Linked DNA regions of Mus musculus: all the other regions are linked to region 3. A link is a contact called in public HiChIP or PLAC-seq data. All regions are on one chromosome and are shown on one strand. Each heading gives the region's core, a stretch centred on a gene start, on an enhancer-like site or on the middle of the called end of the contact. The rest is flanking DNA. Distances are from core to core; before and after follow the strand shown.

What was found. HiChIP or PLAC-seq counts read pairs in DNA pulled down with a chosen protein or histone mark.
Region 1: an H3K27ac HiChIP or PLAC-seq map of extraembryonic endoderm stem cells shows a contact between it and region 3, with 4 times the contacts expected there. The contact joins the promoter of Gas2l1 here to the promoter of Mrps24 in region 3. A contact is called at or near these places in 2 of 39 promoter capture datasets (the 3T3-L1 cell line and pre-B cells), 5 of 115 datasets of contacts at active chromatin or transcription factors (astrocytes, embryonic forebrain, embryonic stem cells and 2 more) and 1 of 9 other capture datasets (adipose tissue).
Region 2: a contact with region 3 is called in an H3K4me3 HiChIP or PLAC-seq map of bone marrow-derived macrophages, with 16 times the contacts expected there. The contact joins the enhancer-like site here to the promoter of Mrps24 in region 3. A contact is called at or near these places in 4 of 39 promoter capture datasets (embryonic stem cells, hippocampal neurons and liver), 2 of 484 Hi-C or Micro-C datasets (embryonic fibroblasts and embryonic stem cells), 11 of 115 datasets of contacts at active chromatin or transcription factors (bone marrow-derived macrophages, double positive thymocytes, embryonic stem cells and 5 more) and 2 of 9 other capture datasets (adipose tissue and embryonic stem cells).

The regions. Positions count from the first base shown.
Region 1 is chr11:5,063,910-5,066,609 of GRCm38.p6, reverse strand. It overlaps Gas2l1 (growth arrest-specific 2 like 1), which reads left to right and starts at 1,283. Exons shown (of 7, transcript NM_144560.3): 1 at 1,283-1,395; 2 at 1,516-1,773; 3 at 2,132-2,700. The coding sequence starts at 2,152.
Region 2 is chr11:5,175,941-5,178,666 of GRCm38.p6, reverse strand. No RefSeq gene overlaps it. Among named protein-coding and RNA genes, the nearest start is that of Emid1, 25 kb to the right of the region's middle. Within about 2 kb of position 1,301, at least 89 of the 459 cell types and tissues checked have an H3K27ac peak or open chromatin away from gene starts, as enhancers often do. A contact at or near this core is called in bone marrow-derived macrophages, double positive thymocytes, memory CD8 T cells and 2 more, where this site is marked.
Region 3 is chr11:5,706,404-5,709,103 of GRCm38.p6, reverse strand. It overlaps Mrps24 (mitochondrial ribosomal protein S24), which reads left to right and starts at 1,403. Exons shown (of 4, transcript NM_026080.3): 1 at 1,403-1,480; 2 at 1,549-1,617; 3 at 1,695-1,806. The coding sequence starts at 1,442.

The DNA of each region.
Region 1 (2,700 bases), core at 34-2,533, 640 kb after region 3:
CTCCCCATTCAACCTAAACCACTTGCCTCCCTCAGAGGCTTCCCTGACCCTGACCCTGACGCTGCAACAACAGCAGTTACAGGAGCCCTTATGGCTGCTACGTCAGCCTCTCCTAAATTCCTCCTTAGAGAGAGGCCTGGGATCCCAACAGAGAGAGCACACCATGAGTTCAAAGCCAGCTCAGGCTACATAGCAGAACTCTGTAAAAGTAATGACATGGTGGAACATTCCTTTAATCCCAGCACTCAGGCGGCAGAGACAGGCAGATCTCTATGACTTTTGAGGCCAGCCTGGTCTATATAGGGAGTTCCAGGCCAGCCTGGTCTACATAGTGAGATCCTGCCTCAAAACCACAACAAACTCCAACAATAATAATTTAATAATAATTAACAAATAAACCGGGGGCTGGGGAGATGGCTCAGTGGTTAAGAGCACCAACTGCTCTTCCGAAGATCCGGAGTTCAAATCCCAGCAACCACATGGTGGCTCACAACCATCCGTAACAAAATCTGATGCCCTCTTCTGGAGTATCTGAGGACAGCTACAGTGAACTTACATATAATAAATAAATCTTTAAAAAAAAACAAACAAATAAACCTCTCTTCCATGACCTTTGAAAAGCATGGTCCACAAGGCCCTAATGTTTCACCACTTCAGCCTTGCAAACCTACCCATTTTTCTTTCCTTCTTCCTTCCTTTCCTTTTTTTGAGATAGGCTTCCTCAGTGTGAAAAACTTTCCCTCTAGATGACTCTCAGCTTCCTCCGTCGCCTCCTTCCTTGATCTGAGTTAAAATTAAGTCCACACACCCCCACAAGATTTCCAGTCTCTCTCCAGCATCTCACTCCTCTCTCGGGCGACAGTAGGGGGCAGGATTCCCTAGATCTTCCAGGTTCCTCCTAAGGCGTGTAGTTGCCCCTGCCACACCCCCTCTTTTAACCTAACCCGCAGCCACCTTCCGATCCCTGAGCCTCATCGTCCTTGTACCTTAAGCTATCCCTGGGCCGTCCTGCAGGAAGAGCACCCAGTTATCTGACTTGCAGAGGTCCACCCGGGACGGAGGTGACTCTGCAGTCCCCGGCCCCTATCGCTTCCGGGGAGGCCACTGTCACGGGGGAAGGACAGCTGAAAGGATCTGAACCCCGCCTAGGAAGACCCAGACCCGGAGTTAAAGGGGGGGTGAGGTGGGGGTGATGCCTTAGGGCCTAAGGCCCGAGAAAGGCACGGCCCCTTTAAGAGCGCAGCTCCGCCCCTTCCTGGCCGGATCCAAATTCCAGGGGGGCGGGGCAGAGCGGACGCCTGGAAGCAGCGATCTCGGGCGACGCCTGTGTGCGGCGGCGCGGCCCGGCTCCGGCCCCGCCGGGGCGATGCTCCCCGGGGCGGCGGGGTGAGCCAGGTGAGCGCGGGGACCCCCAGGAGCCCTAGCCAGAGTGCCTGGAGGTGGGCCGGGCGGTGCGGGCTCTCTGCTTCCCAGGGCTGTGTGACCCTGACTGGGCACTCACCCTCTCTGGACCAGGCCTCGAGCACTGCGGAGGCTCGCGGGGGCCGTTCGGAGTCCCGGCCTTTCAGGCACCAGCTCGGGCGGCTTTTCGCAGCAGGAATCCGGCCTGCCTGGGTGACCCGATTCCTCCACCCACTGCTCTGCGACCTTCGGCGAATGCCTGCCCTTACTGCGCCTCAGTTTCCTCATCTGTAGAATGGAGACGCGGTCGCCGCTCAGCCTGTGGCGCGGCCCTTAGCGGAGAGGAGAAGGGAAAGGCGGGACTTCGTGCAGGTTATGGGCTGAGCAATGGAAACAGTCTCTCCGTGGTTCTGGGCGAGGCTCCTCTCCTGTCCCTCCCTACCCACATGTCTTCATGTTTTTAAATGGCATTTCTTCCTCGTGGGTGCCAACTTGTCCCCAGCCACCCTCTCCCGACCAGCCAGACAGCAAACATAAACACTACAATGGTGTAAATGTTACTGAGTCCCTTAAAGCAGGTCATGGCACCGTGAGAACAATGTGGTGCTACGTTTGCTTGTTCACAGCTTGCTCTTAAACTTAGCGTCTCCCCTGAGTGGCGGGCTGGTAGAGGTGGACCATTCTGAACCCTTTCGAGTCTTCACAGCAATCCTGACCTATGTCCCCACAGTGACTCCACTGGCTCTGGGCATGGCGAACCCAGTGGCGGGCATCGCAGGCTCTGCCGCCAAGAGTGTGCGACCCTTCCGATCCAGTGAGGCCTATGTGGAAGCCATGAAGGAAGACCTGGCCGATTGGCTCAATGCTTTGTACAGTCTAGGTCTCCCCGGCAGTGGCGATGGCTTCCTCACGGGGCTGGCCACAGGCACAACCCTGTGCCAACATGCCAACGCTGTCACCGAGGCTGCCCGGGCTCTGGCTGCTGCCCGTCCAACCCGAGGTGTGGCCTTCCAGGCACACAGTGTGGCGCCTGGCTCCTTCATGGCCCGAGACAACGTGGCCTCTTTCATCGGCTGGTGCCGGGCTGAGCTGGGCGTGCCTGAAGTGCTCATGTTTGAGACAGAGGACCTGGTGCTACGCAAGAACGAGAAGAGTGTGGTGCTCTGCCTGCTGGAGGTCGCCCGGCGTGGGGCGCGCCTTGGCCTGCTTGCCCCGAGGCTGGTACAGTTCGAGCAGGAGATCGAGCGGGAGCTTCGAGCTACCCCTCAGGTTTCCAGCGTCCCTGCTGCTGAAGAGGAT
Region 2 (2,726 bases), core at 52-2,551, 530 kb after region 3:
TCTTAGAAGAGGGAGGGAGGGAGGAAAGGAAAGGAGGGAGGGAGGGAGGAAGGGATTTACATCTCCCCAGGGAAGAAATTCTCATTGTTCCAACCACAACACAAAGTAGCAGACAGTGAGTGCCCCAGCAAGGGACAGAGGGATGCTCGCTAACCCTGAGACCAGCCAGGCAGGAACCTAGCTTTACAAGAAAAAAAGGGGACTGGCCGGGGCGTGGTGGCGCACGCCTTTAATCCCAGCACTCGGAGGCAGAGGCAGCCGGATTTCTGAGTTCCAGGACAGCCAGGGCTATACAGAGAAACCCTGTCTAGATAAAAAAGAAAAAAAAAAAAAAAAAGAGGGAACTGGGAAGTGGGGGCAGGGGGGGATGCAAACCTATGGACCGGGAGCTCTTAGGGAGCGAGGACTTGGGGCTGCAGCTCATAGGGCTGGCCGTCCCAGGTATATGGCGTTTGCAGGGTCCTGTGCTCCTGATTTGGCTCTGGCTGTTGGCCTCCTGAGAGTCTTCATTATTTTTCCAAGAAGAGACTCTATATTTTCATTTTGCACTGTGGTGCCCACAAATTATAGTCAGTCCTGAGTCCAGAGACTCTGCTGCTGAGGCTAAACACTTTGCCCATCTATGTCTAGCACATACTACATAGATATTTGTGTGCACACCAAACATGTGTATACCCACCATACGTGCATATAGTCCCCGGTACCAGCATACCCTTTCAGACTTCTCCCTCCAAGACCTTTTTAATGATTTATTTATTTACTTCTTTGTGCACTGGTGTTTTGCCTGTATGTATATCTGTTTGAGGGTGTCAGATCCCCTGGAACTGGAGTTATAGGCAGTTGTGAGCTGCCCTGTAAGTGCTGGGAACTGAACCTGGGTCCTCTGGAAGAGCAGCCAGTGCTCTTAACCATCTCCCAGCTCCTACATGGTTCATTTTACCTATAAATATTTACTGAACATCATATGACTGATATGATAGGATATATGATAGTGTTGATGGCAAGGAATACTGGGACAGACAATGGCCTCTGCTTTGTGGAGCCTGAGGCCATGTACCCTGGCCAGGCTGGCCTTCTGGAAGTTACCTGTCTCCTTGTACCAGCTGTAGGCCACTGAGCGCGGAGGACTCCCGCCTGACCTGGCACCTAGCTCAGTTCACCAGAAGCCTACCCAGGGCGTTGGCCATTGGCTCGGTTGGGAATATTCTAGAGGATCCAGTGAGTCTTAGGCGACACAGAAGTTATAGACGCCCATCCTTTCTCAGCCGTGATGAGATGAACCTTTCAGAGATCAAGAGACCACGATCAAAGGGTTTTTATGTCAGTCTTTCCTTCCTGCCTCAGGCTGTGGTAAGCGGCTGTGATGCGCACATCCTGCTTCCTGCCTCTGCTGGCAGCCAGAATCTCTTCTTTAGGGTTGTTTTTTTTTTTTTAAACCACACTAGAGATCATGCCAGGGCCAAGGCAAGAGCTCTACCCTAGCACGTGTTTGTTTGTTTGTTTGTTTGTTTGTGAGGTAGCCTCAAACTCTCCACCTTCTATCTCAGCCTCCAGTATGCTGTGCTTAGAAGTCTGCACACTCAGAGACTCAGAGACTCTGCAGCGCTCAGCCTGAGCCTGGGGCCTTGGGGTGCTCTACCATCGAAGAGTCCCAGGCCTATTCCAGTGTAAACTCACGGGCCTCCAGCCTCAGTGGAATTTCCTAGTGGAATTGCTGTCTTTGTCACCAGTTTGACTCAGCAGCCAGATTTTAAGCCCCGGCCATTGAAAACTCTGCAGTAACGTACCTCAGCTGGTCTTAGGCACTGCCCAGAAAGTATGGCCGACAAAACAGCCCAGCTGTTTGAACAAAAGAAGCTGGTGACATCAGAGTGCCAGGTGGAGCTGCCTTCTCCTCAGACTGAAAGCATGTTCTCATGACGGCCTGTCACAGCTACCCCCTCACTTGAGGCAGGACTGAGTTATGCCCTTCTGGTCTCGGGGACCTGTGAGGTGAATTCTGCTCTGTTTCTCAACAAAACAGCATACAAGTCTACAGAATCGACTCAGTGGGTGTGTGCCTAGGTCCACACAGCATGAGGACCCGAGTTCAGATCTCCAGCATCCAGGTTAAAAAGCCAGGTGTGGTGGCGTGTACCTGCAGTCTAAGTGCTGGGACAACACTGGCCAGCCAGCTTAGCCAAATCAGTACCTCTGAGTTCAGTGAGAGACCCTGCTCAAAAACTAAGGTGCAGAGTGGGTAAGGGAGACACTTGACTTCAACCACTGGCCTACACAGACAGACAGACAGACAGGCAGAGACAGACACACAGACATACAGAGACAGAAAGAGATAGACAGATACACACAGACAGACACACAGATACACAATATACACAGACACACGACAGACACATAGAGAGTAAGTCAGAAAGACAGACACATACAGAAACATAGACACACAAGACACACACAGACACACAGAGACAGAGACAGAAAGACAGACAGATATACAGACAGACAGACAGACAGACAGACAGACACACAAACCACAACAAGAAACCACAAAAACCCAGAAAGTATGGGTTTCTGAACACAGTGACAGGTGGCTGGAGGGCTCCCCATGGGCGCTGGCCCTGACTCCCATGTGATTCAGCCCTGGAAGGCCATGGGAAGCCATGAGTGCTCTGTGTGGATCTGTGGCCACAGTTGTCTAATACCGTGGTTGGGATCTGTCACTGAGTGAT
Region 3 (2,700 bases), core at 154-2,653:
TGGTCTTTTATTTTGAGACAGGGTTTATTTACTCTGTAGCCTTGGAGCCTGGAGCTCCATATGTAGACCTTGAACTGATAAAAGATCCATCTGCCTCTGCCTTCCAAGCACTGACATTAGAGTGTAAGTGTCCACTCCCATGGATGCTTTGAAGGAGTTCCCAGCCAGGTGTGGTGGCACACCCCTCATCCCAGCACTTCAGAGGCAGAAAAGGTGGATCTTTGTGACTTTGAGGCCAGCCTGGTCTATAAATTGAGTCCAGAATTTGTTACACAGAGAGCCCTTGTCTCAAAAACAAAAACAAACAAAACAAAACAGTCCCCCAAAACAAAAAACCAAAGCAAAACAAAAAATCCCTTCATTCAATATTTTGTTATAATGAGAGTCAGACTCTAGAGTCCATGTGCTTTCTTTAGTAGAGTGAGTTCTTCACGATTCTATTCCCCCCTTGCCATTAATAATTACTCAATAATAATTACAACGACATTGCTCTAGCCTCATAAATTTCCTTGCCATTTAAAATTTTCTTCCTTGGGTGGCTCCACCGCAGAAATAGACCCTCAACACACTGCCTCTTTACTTTAAATGATTAGGAGCCAACCCAGCAACCCCTTTTCTGGGATCTGCTCAGCATGAAGGCAAATGACTATTCCCAGCCCAAAGGAGGCTGACGCTGTCATATTGGATATTCCTGGAGAGTACGCGGTCTCAGGTAGGAGCACAAGCACGGAACAGCGGGGCCTGAGGGCCGGCGCGTTTTCTCTTCAATTCTCTAGAGGACATTGAAGCTGTTTCTACCACCTCTCTATGAGGATAAAAACTTCATGGCTTTTGTTTGTTTGTTCTGTTTTGCCAGAACGGGTTTCTCTCTGTAACTCAGACTCTCCAGGAACTCGCTTTGTAGACCGGACTAGGCTGGAATTCAGAGACCCACCTGCCTCGGCCACCCGAGTGCGGGGATTAAAGGCGTGCGCCACCATGTCCAGCTACACCTCAGTTTTGTTTTTTTTTTTTTTTTTTTTTTTTTTTTTTAAAGATTTATTTATTTATTATATGTAAGTACATTGTAGCTGTCTTCAGACACTCCAGAAGAGGGAGTCAGATCTCGTTAGGGATGGTTGTGAGCCACCATGTGGTTGCTGGGATTTGAACTCTGGACCTTCGGAAGAGCAGTCGGGTGCTCTAACCCACTGAGCCATCTCACCAGCCCCACACCTCAGTTTTATATCACCAAATTTTCGCATTTAAAACCCAACACCAGGTCCGACCAAGGACTAGCTGACAGTATCAGGAAAATTGCAGGACGTCCCACACTCCGACCCACGCCACGCCCTCTCCCTCGCCACGCCCCGCCCCCGCCCGTGTTCCCGTTAGTTCCTGCTCTGAGGCCCCGCCTTCCTGCGGCTGCGCACTGACGCGTCCCGGGTCGCGCCGGCCCAAGATGGCGTGGTCCGCGTCGGTGCGCGGGCTAGGGCAGCGGGTGAGTGGGCCGCGGGCGGGAGGGCTGGGGCGCCATCCGGTGTCCGCTCACTCCCCGCCTCTCCGCAGGTGCTGGCCTGCAGCCGGGAGCTGCCTGGCGCCTGGCGCACCCTGCACACCTCCGCGGTCTGCGCCAAGGTGAGTGCGGCGGCCGGGTCTGGGGGCCGCGAGGGCGGCTGGGCTGGGTCTCCCCGTGACCGCACCTTCGCTCCTAGAATCGGGCGGCGCGAGTCCGCGTGGCCAAGGGGAACAAGCCGGTGAGCTACGAGGAGGCGCACGCCCCGCACTACATCGCACACCGAAAGGGCTGGCTGTCGCTGCACACAGGTGAGGGCGCCTGGGAAGGACTGCCACCCTGGTGGCACGGGTCACTCTTGAACGTACTCTTCAAGGCAAAGAGCCGAACTTTTGGGTGGGAGGCCGGGCGTGACGGCGAACGCGCTCGGGAGGCCGATCTTGAGTTTAAGGCCAGGTAAGGTTACTTACTGAGACCCTGTCACATTTAGTTAGGGGACTGGAAAGATTGCTAAATGCTGTGCCGCTCTAGCATGAGGGTGCAGCCTAGCTCCTAAATGAGCACTTGGTGCCACAGCTCAAGGGGTGTGAGGGTGAAGGAGATATTTGGTTCTTGGGGGTCACTGGCCAGCCAGTCTTGGAAGAGCAGCTGTTTTGCTAGAAAATAAACGAGCAGCAAATAGTGATAGAGGAAAAACATTGGCTGTTAACCCCTGGTCTTCTCCATGCGTCTGTCAAGGGAGCAAGCCTGCACACACACTGTACATGTTACCGACAACAGAACATATGAGTGATGGGCATATTAGGATGGTGAAAGAAAGGAATTCTTGCATATTGAAAGGAATTTGAATATTTCTTGCTAAAGTCTCATTTGAGCCTCCATAGAACAGTATTTGCATGCTTACAAACAAGGTTTGACAGTGCTTTTTTGGCAAGCCATAATTTACAGATGTGTAATAGCCCGGAGGCGATGCGGTAGTGAAGTCTACATAGGATCCTAGACCTGGAAGAGTGTGCCCTATGTAATGCGGTGTTCACCCAAGTACAAAACTGCAGGAATGTGCTACAGTCTTCATGGCTCACAGAACCCGTATTTTTAGGCTTTTTTTTTCTCCCCCTACTTCCTATTTTGTATTTTTCTTGTTCATTTCCATTTCAGTATGCATGTTGTGTGTGTATATGTATGGATGTGTTCAGTTTGTCTGA